2 separate regions of the Macaca mulatta genome follow, and region 1 is linked to region 2. Evidence: chromatin contacts called from public Hi-C data. All regions are on one chromosome and are shown on one strand. Each heading gives the region's core, a stretch centred on a gene start, on an enhancer-like site or on the middle of the called end of the contact. The rest is flanking DNA. Distances are from core to core; before and after follow the strand shown. Region 1 holds the start of YME1L1 (YME1 like 1 ATPase). Region 2 holds the start of ANKRD26 (ankyrin repeat domain containing 26).

Region 1 (5,391 bases), core at 2,283-4,782, 56 kb after region 2:
CCATTTAACAGATGAAGACAACAGAGATTTAGAATCTGACTCAAAATTCCAGACTTCTCATCCCATGGGTATTGATACACAAATTCGTGACATACTAGGGAATAAAGCAGACTGTAAAACTACCTTAAGTATGCATATCTGTGGCCGGGCGCAGTGGCTCACGCCTGTAATCCCAGCACTTCGGGAGGCTGAGGTGGATGGATCACCAGATCAGGAGATCGAGACCATCCTGGCTAACACAGTGAAAACCCCGTCTCTACTAAAAAGCAGTAGCGGGCGCCTGTAGTCCCAGGTACTTGGGAGGCTGAGGCAGGAGAAAGGCGTGAACCTGGGAGGCGCAGCTTGCAGTAAGCTGAGATCGTGTCACTGCACTCCAGCCTGGGCGACAGAGTGAGACTCCATCTCAAAAAATAAAAACAAAAAAGAAAGTATGCATATTCGCGTTTGTCTATAGAAAAAACTGTCTGAAAGAATTTATTCTAAGACACGTATCCCTCAGTAATGAGATTATGGGTGATTTAATTATATTTTCAGCATTTTTAGCAAAATAAATGTATTTGTTTTAAGGCTAGTCAAGTGAAGCAATGTATCATTTTTAGAGTCAGAAAGAAACAGTAAGTTCCTTACAGCCTGGGGGCAGTAAAAAGAAAAAAATAAACAGTAACTTCTTTTGAAACTGTAAAAATAATCAGATCATTTCAAGATACATATTTTCTACCTATTTCTTTGAAAAGATTTATTTGAATTAGTTTTAACTCTTTTCTTTCACAAAAGGATTTAGGATTGAGCTCTTCTCAATGAAACAGTTCGTTTTCTGTGGCTTCCTTTCTACCATTTAATTTCAAGTGTATTCAGCCAATTAAGCAACCAGGAATTCCAAATGTGTTACCATCTTTCAAAGCAAGTAATGCCTGAGTGTTCTCACTATATTTGAGCCCTGTTAAGACTGCCTAGGGTACATAAAAATCCCTTTATCATCTCTACCAACATCACATACTACTAACTGTCCATCCAGTTGATGGTAAATTCTCCTAAAATCAGGCCTCTTGATGTTAACTAAGACAAAGAGTTGTTCCAAAAACTTGAATACCATATTCAATAGGCCATGCCAGACTTCTTTTTCAATTACTAGGACTTCTCCAGACACTGTCATCTTGGTAAATAGCACCTTCAATGCATTCATCTGATCAAACCCAGAAACACCTCTCCCCATCATCTCTTTTATCTGATCTCTCATGCAATTCCACTTTCTTCAAAATATATCTCATTCCCTTCTTTCCATAACCACTGCAACCGCATAAATGGGGGGGCAGGGGCGGTATTTTTAACTGGTAACATCTTCCACTCTTGCCCTCTCCTATTCTCCATACAGCAAAAGCCAGTCATCTTTTAAAAACGAAAATCTAATTATGTTTTAAAAGTTTCAGTGTGGCCGGGCGCGGTGGCTCAAGCCTGTAATCCCAGCACTTTGGGAGGCCGAGACGGGTGGATCACGAGGTCAGGAGATCGAGACCATCCTGGCGAACATGGTGAAACCCCGTCTCTACTAAAAAACACAAAAAACTAGCCGGGCGAGGTGGCGGCGCTTGTAGTCCCAGCTACTCGGGAGGCTGAGGCAGGAGAATGGCGGGAACCCGGGAGGCAGAGCTTGCAGTGAGCCGAGATCCGGCCACTGCACTCCAGCCCGGGAGACAGACCGAGACTCCGTCTCAAAAAAAAATAAATAAAAAATAAAAGTTTCAGTGTGGCCGGGCGCGAGTGGCTCACGCCTGTAATCCCAGCACTTTGGGAGGCCGAGGCGGGCGGATCACGAGGTCAGGAGATCGAGATCATTTTGGCTAACACGGTGAAACCCCGTCTCTACTAAAAATACAAAAAAAAAAAAAATTAGCCGGGCGTGGTGGAGGGCGCCTGTAGTCCCAGCTACTCGGGAGGCTGAGGCAGGAGAATGGCGTGAACCCGGGAGGAGGAGCTTGCAGTGAGTCGAGATTGCGCCACTGCACTCCGGCCTGGGCGACAGAGCGAGACTCCGTCTCAATAAAAAAAAAAAAAAAAAAAAAAACAACTTTCAGTGGTTGCCAACGCACTTAACATGAAATCAGCCATAACAAATGCTTTACTCCCTGTATGATCTGCCTCAAGTCTTTTCTCCAACCTCTTCTGTCACTACCCCCTTTAATTACTATGTTCTAGCCACACTAGCCTTATTTTGGTTCCTCCAACCTGCTAAATCGTTTCCTAACTCAGGACCTCCAGGTATTTTTCTGTATGCCCGTGATACCTGTTCACTCTTCACCTGGTTAAGTCCTAGTCATATTTACTTCATATCAATATTAAGAGAAGATTCCACATTTGCTTTGCTCACCTGGTACATAACTGATGCCCAATAAACAAGCAGCTGCTTCAGTTCGTTAGCCAATACTAGCACAAAAAAATTAAAAATTCTTAAAATGAGGGGGAGTAAAAGTTACACAAAGGAACACAATCATATGCTTAAACCAAGAACCTGAGTGTCGATTTTCTTAAAAATTATTAAAAAAAAAAAAACTCAACGTTTTAAAAACTATTTCTTTGCAAAACTGTAGGAACTCTCAAAAAATCTATTAAAATGTTACCATCAAAAAAAGAGACTGGAATGAAGCAAGAATAAAACATTGTCATAAGTGACTGCCCATCAAAGAGCATACTGAAAACCCTTGAAATCATTTTTCTCTTCACTACCTTTTGTTTTACAAAACGATGAGGATGAGGCTGAATCAAAATTTTAACTGCAAACAGTTTACGACTCGAAAATACACGTTATTAGTTACTTCTGGTCAAAAAGAGAAAACTTGCAAGGCTGGCCATTCGAATTATTATACCATGTTTGGGTTAAATTTAAATTCCATTTAAAAAGAAAGAAAGAGCACGGGACAGGGGCTGTGAACACTAAAGCCACTAGAAAGTCGGAAGAAACGGGAACATTACCTGCTCCCTTTACATGTATGGTAGAGACATTTCCCCAGCCCCCACCCCAGAACGCCAGACACTGAACAATGCCGGACGGATTCTCTAGCAGAAATTCCACGCCATCAGTTCGGTAAGCCAGGGTCTCTCTCCATCACGCTCACATCCCGCCTCTGCCCCCAACAGCTTCATCGTCAGCCCTGAAGTCTCGGGCCCACTCTCAGCGACGTCCCCTGATCCACTCCTCAATCCTGGGACGCGCACTGAGTTCATCACTTCTTTCCTAGAGTCCTTTCTGAGAAATCGCTTCCAAGAGCGCAATTTGCAAACAGCCACGGGCAGGACGGGAGGGAAAAAAATGGGGTGAATGCCGCGCTTACCTGGGGTTGCACCGTGCTCGACAAGGAAAACATCTCCTGCGGGCCCTCAGCGACCTCACCCGCCTGCCGAAACTGTGCCCCTCTGTCGACGGCCCGGCGGGGAGGCGCCGAGCCCTTCTTTTTACCTTTTTCTCCGACCCGTTGCCCCGCACTCCTCCCAGAAACGGAAAATGGCCTCCCCTTCCTACAGCTACTGCAACGACAGACAATCCGCCCCGGAAGGTGAGGCGCAAACGCAACACTACTTCCGGGGCAAGTGAGTGCCCACACGGCCAAGTTCCTGAGCGTTCTTTCCCGCGGAAGTAGTTGACATTTACAAGGAACAGCGTCCCCAAAGGTCTTTAGCTGTTTTTTAACGAGAGAACAGCCTTTACCCTCTTTAGACTTTTCCTTTTTTTTTTTTCTGGAGACGGAGTTTCGTTCTTTCGCTCAGGCTGGAGTGCAGTGGCGCGATCTCGGCTCACTGCAACCTCCGCCCCCCGGGTTCAAGCGATTCTCCTGCCTCAGCCTCCCGAGTAGCTGGGATCACAGGTGCCCGCCACCACGCTCGGCTAATCTCCTCTTAAGACTCTCTACAGCTTCCTTATGAAATCTTCTGACTGGGCGCTGAGCAATAAGGTCTTTCACTACAATTTCGTGCTCTTTTCCTCACACTAAATCGAAAACTCTCCCTGTTGGTTCTGATCTGTTTCAGTCAGGCAAATTATATCCTGGGAAAACGTCAGATTACAGGGGCGGCCACCCGCTTCCTGCTCATCGTTTCTCCACATTCTGTGCCTTCACTAGCTTCCAGACCTCAGCCCTGGCTTTCGCTTTACTGTACAGTCCGAACTGGTTTCTACGCCTCGCGGGGGTGGGGAGGTCGTGTATGCGAGGAGGACCGCTTCCCACCAGCCTCGGTGGGAAGCCGGGAGAAATGTTTTCAAATCCTGCGATTCAGTGAAGCCCCAGTCGTCCCTTTACTGTCGGCCCAGAACTGTCTATGCCTCCTCCCTCATGAGGAATGACGTCAATAGTGCCGCAGTCGCGCCCACGACTAGTGTACTGCCGGGGACTCTGGGCTTTCCCGACGCCCCCTCCCTCCACGTCTGCGTAGGGGAGGTGACGGGGGCGGGGCACAGCGGCGCTGTGACGTCACGGCCGCGCGCGGCGTGGGCGGAGCCTCACTTTGAACCCAGTTGGCGGGAGTGGCTGCTGGGCGGGGGGCCGCGGCCGCGGGACCGCTGTAGGCTGGCTAGCGATGGAGCCCACCGCGGGAAGCAAGAAGGAGGCTGGAGGAGGCGCGGCGACCGAGGAGGGCGTGAATAGAATCTCGGTGCCAAAACCGCCCTCCATTGAGGAATTCAGCATCGTGAAGCCCATTAGCCGGGGCGCCTTCGGGAAAGTGTATCTGGGGCAGAAAGGCGGCAAATTGTATGCAGTAAAGGTAGGAAGTCAAGGAGGAGCAAAGGAAGGGGTCAGGCCCTTCGGCCCTCCTTCCTGCCCCCTGGCTTGGGCAGGCCCCGGGGCCGCTGGAGCAAGGAGTCTGGGTGGCCTTGCTTGCCTGGCTTGCTGAAGCCTTCAGAGCCCTGCAACATCCGCGATCGGGTCGGGTGTCTCACCTCTGTTCCGCCCTTCCCTCCATATCTCGGATGCCCAGTAGTTTGACCCTCTTCTCCCTTCCCAGCGTTAGCAAATGAGGAAACTGAGGCCAAAGGCAGAGGGACTTGACCGAAGTGATTACATCGGCCTTAGTACAACAGGGACTTAAAGCCAAAGCCGTGATTCGTAGTCTCACCCGTGCTTCGGTTAGGTTTCTAAATCCAAAAGGTTTTTAGTAATTAGTGGTTTTGTTTACCTTGTTTGTTTGCTTTGACGTGCAGAATCGCTGAAATTTTTCTACCGCAGAAGAGTGATTAATTTGTAGGCACTGATAACTTTTTGACTCTTAACCAGGAGAAAGATGTACTCTTTTCTGATAAGTCTTTACTAATTTTTTTTTAAAGACAGTCTTTCTCTGTCCCCCAGGCTGGAGTAGTGTGGCGCGATCCCGGCTCCCTGCAACCTCTGCCTCCTGGATTCAAGC
Region 2 (5,058 bases), core at 1,621-4,120:
GTCTCTACTAAAAATACAAAAAAAAAAAAAAAAAATTTAGCCATCCCAGCTACTTGGGAGACTGAGGCAGGAGAATCGTTTGAACCCGGGAGGCAGAGGTTGCAGTGAGCTGAGATCTGGCCATTGCACTCCAGCCTCGGTGACAGAGGGAGACTCTGTCTCAAAAAAAAAAAAAAAAAAAAGATAGTAGACTATGTCTGCTACATAACAGGTATTCAGCTTATGTTTGATGAATAAATGGATTGAAAGAATGGAAAAATCGTTAGGGAGTTCAATATTTTTAAATAAAATTCTTATAAAGTAGAGCAATTCTTTTATTCTTTTGCAATAATATTTATTTATTTATTTATTTTTTGAGATGCAGTCTCGCTCTGTCACCTAGGGTGGATTGCAGAGTGCAATCTCGGCTCACTGTACCCTCCGCCTCCCAGGTTCACCCTACTCTACTGCCTGCCTCAGTCTCTCAAGTAGCTGAGACTACAGGTGCGTACCACCACACCTGGCTAATATTTGTACTTTTAGTACAGAAGGGTTTCACCATGTTGGCCAGGCTGGTCTCCAACTCCTGGACTCAAGTGATCCGCCCTCCTCAGCCTCCCAAAGTGCTGGGATTACAGGCGTAAGCCATTGAATCTGGCCTAATTATCATTTATATTCGGTATTTTTATTGTCATGAGGACACAACTAAAATAAAATGATTGTACCTGTTTGCATATATAATAAATCTATAATAAAAACGTATATGGTAAAATACATAAAATCTATAAATACAGATAGAAAGATACCCTTTTTCTTTTCTTTTTACTTTTTATCTTCTTACTTTTTGGTGGCAAGAAAAAAGATCAGATTTACCTTACATTTTTAATAGAGACAGGGTCTTGCTATGTTGCCCAGGCTAGTTTCGAACTCCTGGGTCAAGCAATCCTCCTGCCTGGGCCTCCCAAAGTGCTGGGATTCCAGTCATGAGCCACCGTGCCCAGCCAAGATCCCCTTTACTTCTGAAAAGGATAAAAGTTGTCAGACGACAGCAATCCACCAAAAAAAAAGGGGGGGGGGAATTATTTTTATGTGTGCAAGATTCATATTCCTGCTCTTTTCCCAAGGATTACTTCATCAACAAATTCTCAGTAGAACTTTTATACATACTCATTGCAGAAATCATAAAGAAAAAGGAAAGAGTTTGACTTATTATACAAATGCCCAGAAATAACAAATTTTGCCACGTTTTGTACATATTTTCAGCTAACACAAGACCAGTCTGTATATACATATCAAACTGATATTGTACAATCAAACTGATTTTTTTCTCACTTGAGATACCAAAGTGTATCCTCACATGCCAATATACTTCTGTATCTATTGCCACTTTCTTTTCATTTTTTATTTTTTTGAGATGGAGTTTTGCTCTTGTTGCCCAGGCTGGATGGAGTGCAGTGGCATGATCTTGGCTCACTGCAACCTCTGCCTCCCAGGTTCAAGCGATTCTCCTGCCTCAGTCTTCTGAGTAGCTGGGATTATAGGCTCCCGCCACCACGCCTGGCTAATTTTTGTATTTTTAGCAGAGACGGGGTTTCACCATGTTGCCTAAGCTGGTCTCGAACTTCTGATCTCAGGATATCCGCCTGCCTTGGTCTCCCAAAGTGCTGGGTTTACAGGCGTGAGCCACCACGCCTGGCCTCTACTGCCACTTTCAATGGTCACATATTATCATGCACTGACATTTATTCATAAAATCCATTCTATGGATTGCTTAAGCAATGCCAACAAAAACAAATTACATGTCTGTTTCCTAAAGGCATTTTATTTCTTTTTCTTTTTGAAAGATAGGGTCTTGCTCTGTTGTCACTCACATACCTCACTGCAGCCTAGAACTCCTGGGCTCAAGTGATGCCCCTGCCTCAGTCTTCCAAGTAACTGAGACTATTAGAGATGGGCGGGGGGTGAGGGAGGGCCTCGCTATAATGCCCAGGCTGGCCTTGAACTCCTGGCCTCAAGCAATCCTCCCGCCTCAGCCTCCCAAAGTGCTGTGATTACAGGCGCGAGCCACCGCGCCTGACGAATAAAAGATTTTATAGAAATAATTTTTAACCCAGAAGTTGCTATATTATGGAAACTGCTTATCTCATTATGCACCTTTCCATAAAGTATATGACATTATGTCTTAAATGTGTACATTAAAAATAAAACGCTGTACGTGCTTTTGTTCGTTAACTCACTTTAAAATTGTCACTTAAGTTCTAAGGGGATTTCGGGGGGATCGGAAACCAGCTAGAGTTCTGGTTTTTTTTTTTTTCTGCTCAGAAAGGCGGCCTGGGAGCTGGAGACCCGCAAGGTGGTCACCGTCCCAGGGGCTGCGAAGCCCGTGGGAGGCTGATCCAGGCCCCAGGTGGCTTCCACAAACGAGGCCCCTCTTCCTGCCCGCCTACCCCCGTGGCATTCAGTCCAGGCTTGCGACTATTACCTGTTCATCTTGTCTCTATCGTTCAAGCCATTCTTCCTGAGCAAAAGGATCTGCTGCACTTTCGCCACATTACCCGCGCTGGCAGCTTTGTGAATCTTGCCGAGATCTCGGTCTCGGACGTGGTAGCCGGGCTGCGAGTAGGCGCCCTCCCCGAGCTCGCCCCCGCCGCCCGCGCTGCTCCTCCGCCGCCGCGCGAAGGAGCCCAAGGGCGATTCGCCCTTCTTGCTAAAAATCTTCTTCATGGCCCAGGCGACCGGGCTTCAGAGACACCTCATGTCTCTCTCGCCTTTTAACGGCCCCCGGAGCCCAACATAGCAAGTCAGCCCCGGCTGGCCGCGGCCTCCCAGAGGAAACTCCGCGGTTTCCAATCTTTCCCTCCGGGTTACCAAGCAAGCGAAACCGCTAGACACAAGTGCGCATGCGCGCCTCGGACTGCAAGGTCCATGCGCGTGCGCTGGAAGACCCAGTGGCCCCCAGGGTGCTCCGTGCGCATGTGCAAGGCCCAGGCCTCGCAAATCTCGGAGGCTGTTTGGGAGCAGCCCTGCGTTGCTGTCAATTCAAACATTGTTCCATTCAAACAAATGTCGGTGGGAGTTTGGCTGAATGTTCAGGAGGTTTGCGAAAAGAACCCTCGCGCCTATGGGGAAGCAGCCTTTGCGCATGACTGGGACTGGAGTAGCGTGGAGTTTTAAGATGCTGAAGGCCTCTTATCCGAGAAAACTCTCCTAAGAAACTCTCAATCTCCGTATCTCTCAGTTTATTCCCCTTCCACGTCCCTTTGGGTTCCAGCTGGTCTCCATGAAAACTTAACAGATGCAACAACAGAGGGCACAGGATTTCGGAGATCGTGGCAATATGTGTTAAGTGCAAACTTACGAGGAGAAACCAATGCACATTCTCAGAAGAAATGAAAACGCATTTCTGCATGCCTTCTTCCCCCACCCCTCTGCCTTTGGCCCCGTCTTACGTTCTATTTTTTGCTTTTAATTTTCCAAGGTTACATCTCTCTTTTTTCCCCCCCAACAGAATCTCGCTCTGTCGCCCAGACTGTAGTGCAGTGGTGCAATCACGGCTTACTGCAGCCTCCACCTCCTGGGCTCAACGATCCTCCCACCTCAGTCTCCCGTGTGAGTAGCTGAGACTACAGACGCACGCTACCACGCCCGGCTATTTTTGCATTTTTTGTAGAGACAGGGTCTCGTCATGTTGCCCAGGCTGGTCTCCGACTCCAGGGCTCAAATGATGCTCCCATCTCAGCCTCCCAAAGTGCTGGGATTACAGGTGTGAGCCACCGCGCCCAGCCTAGATTGAATAATTTGACAACAAATTGGAATTAGCAACGCAGATGCCAAGCGTCTGGAGTCTCAGCAGAAATTGCTGCTGGAATGCACCTCCATAGCTCTGGACAGCTATAGGGTCCCTGTGGAGGAGATGGCTGGCCCCAGAACAGGAGTCTTTATTGGCAAGAGGGAAATGAGCAAAAACAAAACAACACTTCTCAGGCCTCTCCAGCTTAGCTAGATCAAATGGTTTTGATGTGGGAGAGTGGTTTCCACTATCATCACCAAGAATTTTCCTCCTATACTAGCCCAGCTAGAAAGTTATGTTGTCTCCTCGACATTCCCCAGGGTGATCTATGAAGCTAGTCAAGTCCCAGCACTTTGGGAGGCCGAGGCAGGTGGATCACCTAAGGTCAGGAGTTTGAGACCAGCCTGGCCAACGTGGTGAAACCCCGTCTGTACTAAAAATACAAAAATTAGCTGGGCGTGGTGGCGCATGCCTGTAGTCCCAGCTACTCGGGAGGCTGAGGCAGGAGAAACGCTTGAACCTGGGAGGCAGAGGTGGCAGTGAGCAGAGATCACACCACTGCACTGTAGCCTGGGTAACAGACCAAGACTCCATCTCAAAAAACAAAAACAAACAAACAAAAAATACTCAAATGTGGAGAAGACTGACTTTGAACAGAAGACTCTGACGTTTCCTAATGCATCCTGAAATGAGAGCCAAAGACATTACCAGTCTGGACAGATATAGGAATCACACACCACCCTCCAGGTAAGTTGTAGAGATTTGGTTGACTATAGTGTTTTTGTATAGACCAGAGATACTCAAGGACTATGTTAGGCCAGCTCTAAGGTGTTGAATTCGTCAGCCAAATGCTGGATCCCCAAAAAGTCCAGAGTAGCTGGGACTACAGGCGCCCGCCACCACCCCCAGCTAATTTTTGTATTTTGTTTAGTAGAGACGGGGTTTCACCTTGTTAACCAGGATGGTCTCAATCTCCTGACCTCGTGATCCGCCCGCCTTAGCCTCCCAAAGTGCTGGGATTACAGGCATGAGCCACCGTGCCCGGCCAGATAAAGCTCTTTAATTCCAGTTCAAGGCTGTCACACGTTTTCTCCTTTTAAGAGTTACCAAGAAATTCATCAAACCCTTTTCCAAAACTGGTTCATTCTTTGAAATGTGTCTTCCCATGCATTCTGCTGTATCTGTTGAGGAATAATGAGACTATAATTAAACCATGATTAGAACATAAGGGCTCAAGGGTATTGAGGCCCATCTGCCTGTATCTCCTGGAGATCCAAGACCTGGGATGA

What was found. Hi-C and Micro-C count contacts between places; a contact is called where the count stands out from the background.
Region 1: a Hi-C map of fetal cortex germinal zone shows a contact between it and region 2, with 2.0 times the contacts expected there. The contact joins the promoter of YME1L1 here to the promoter of ANKRD26 in region 2. A contact is called at or near these places in 2 of 14 Hi-C or Micro-C datasets (cortical neurons and fetal cortex germinal zone).

What each region holds. Positions count from the first base shown.
Region 1 is chr9:28,464,557-28,469,947 of T2T-MMU8v2.0, forward strand. YME1L1 (YME1 like 1 ATPase) reads right to left here and starts at 3,533. Exons shown (of 19, transcript XM_002805592.4): 1 at 3,327-3,533. The coding sequence starts at 3,359. MASTL (microtubule associated serine/threonine kinase like) reads left to right here and starts at 3,581. Exons shown (of 12, transcript XM_077946061.1): 1 at 3,581-3,663.
Region 2 is chr9:28,409,283-28,414,340 of T2T-MMU8v2.0, forward strand. ANKRD26 (ankyrin repeat domain containing 26) reads right to left here and starts at 2,871. Exons shown (of 32, transcript XM_077946053.1): 1 at 2,462-2,871.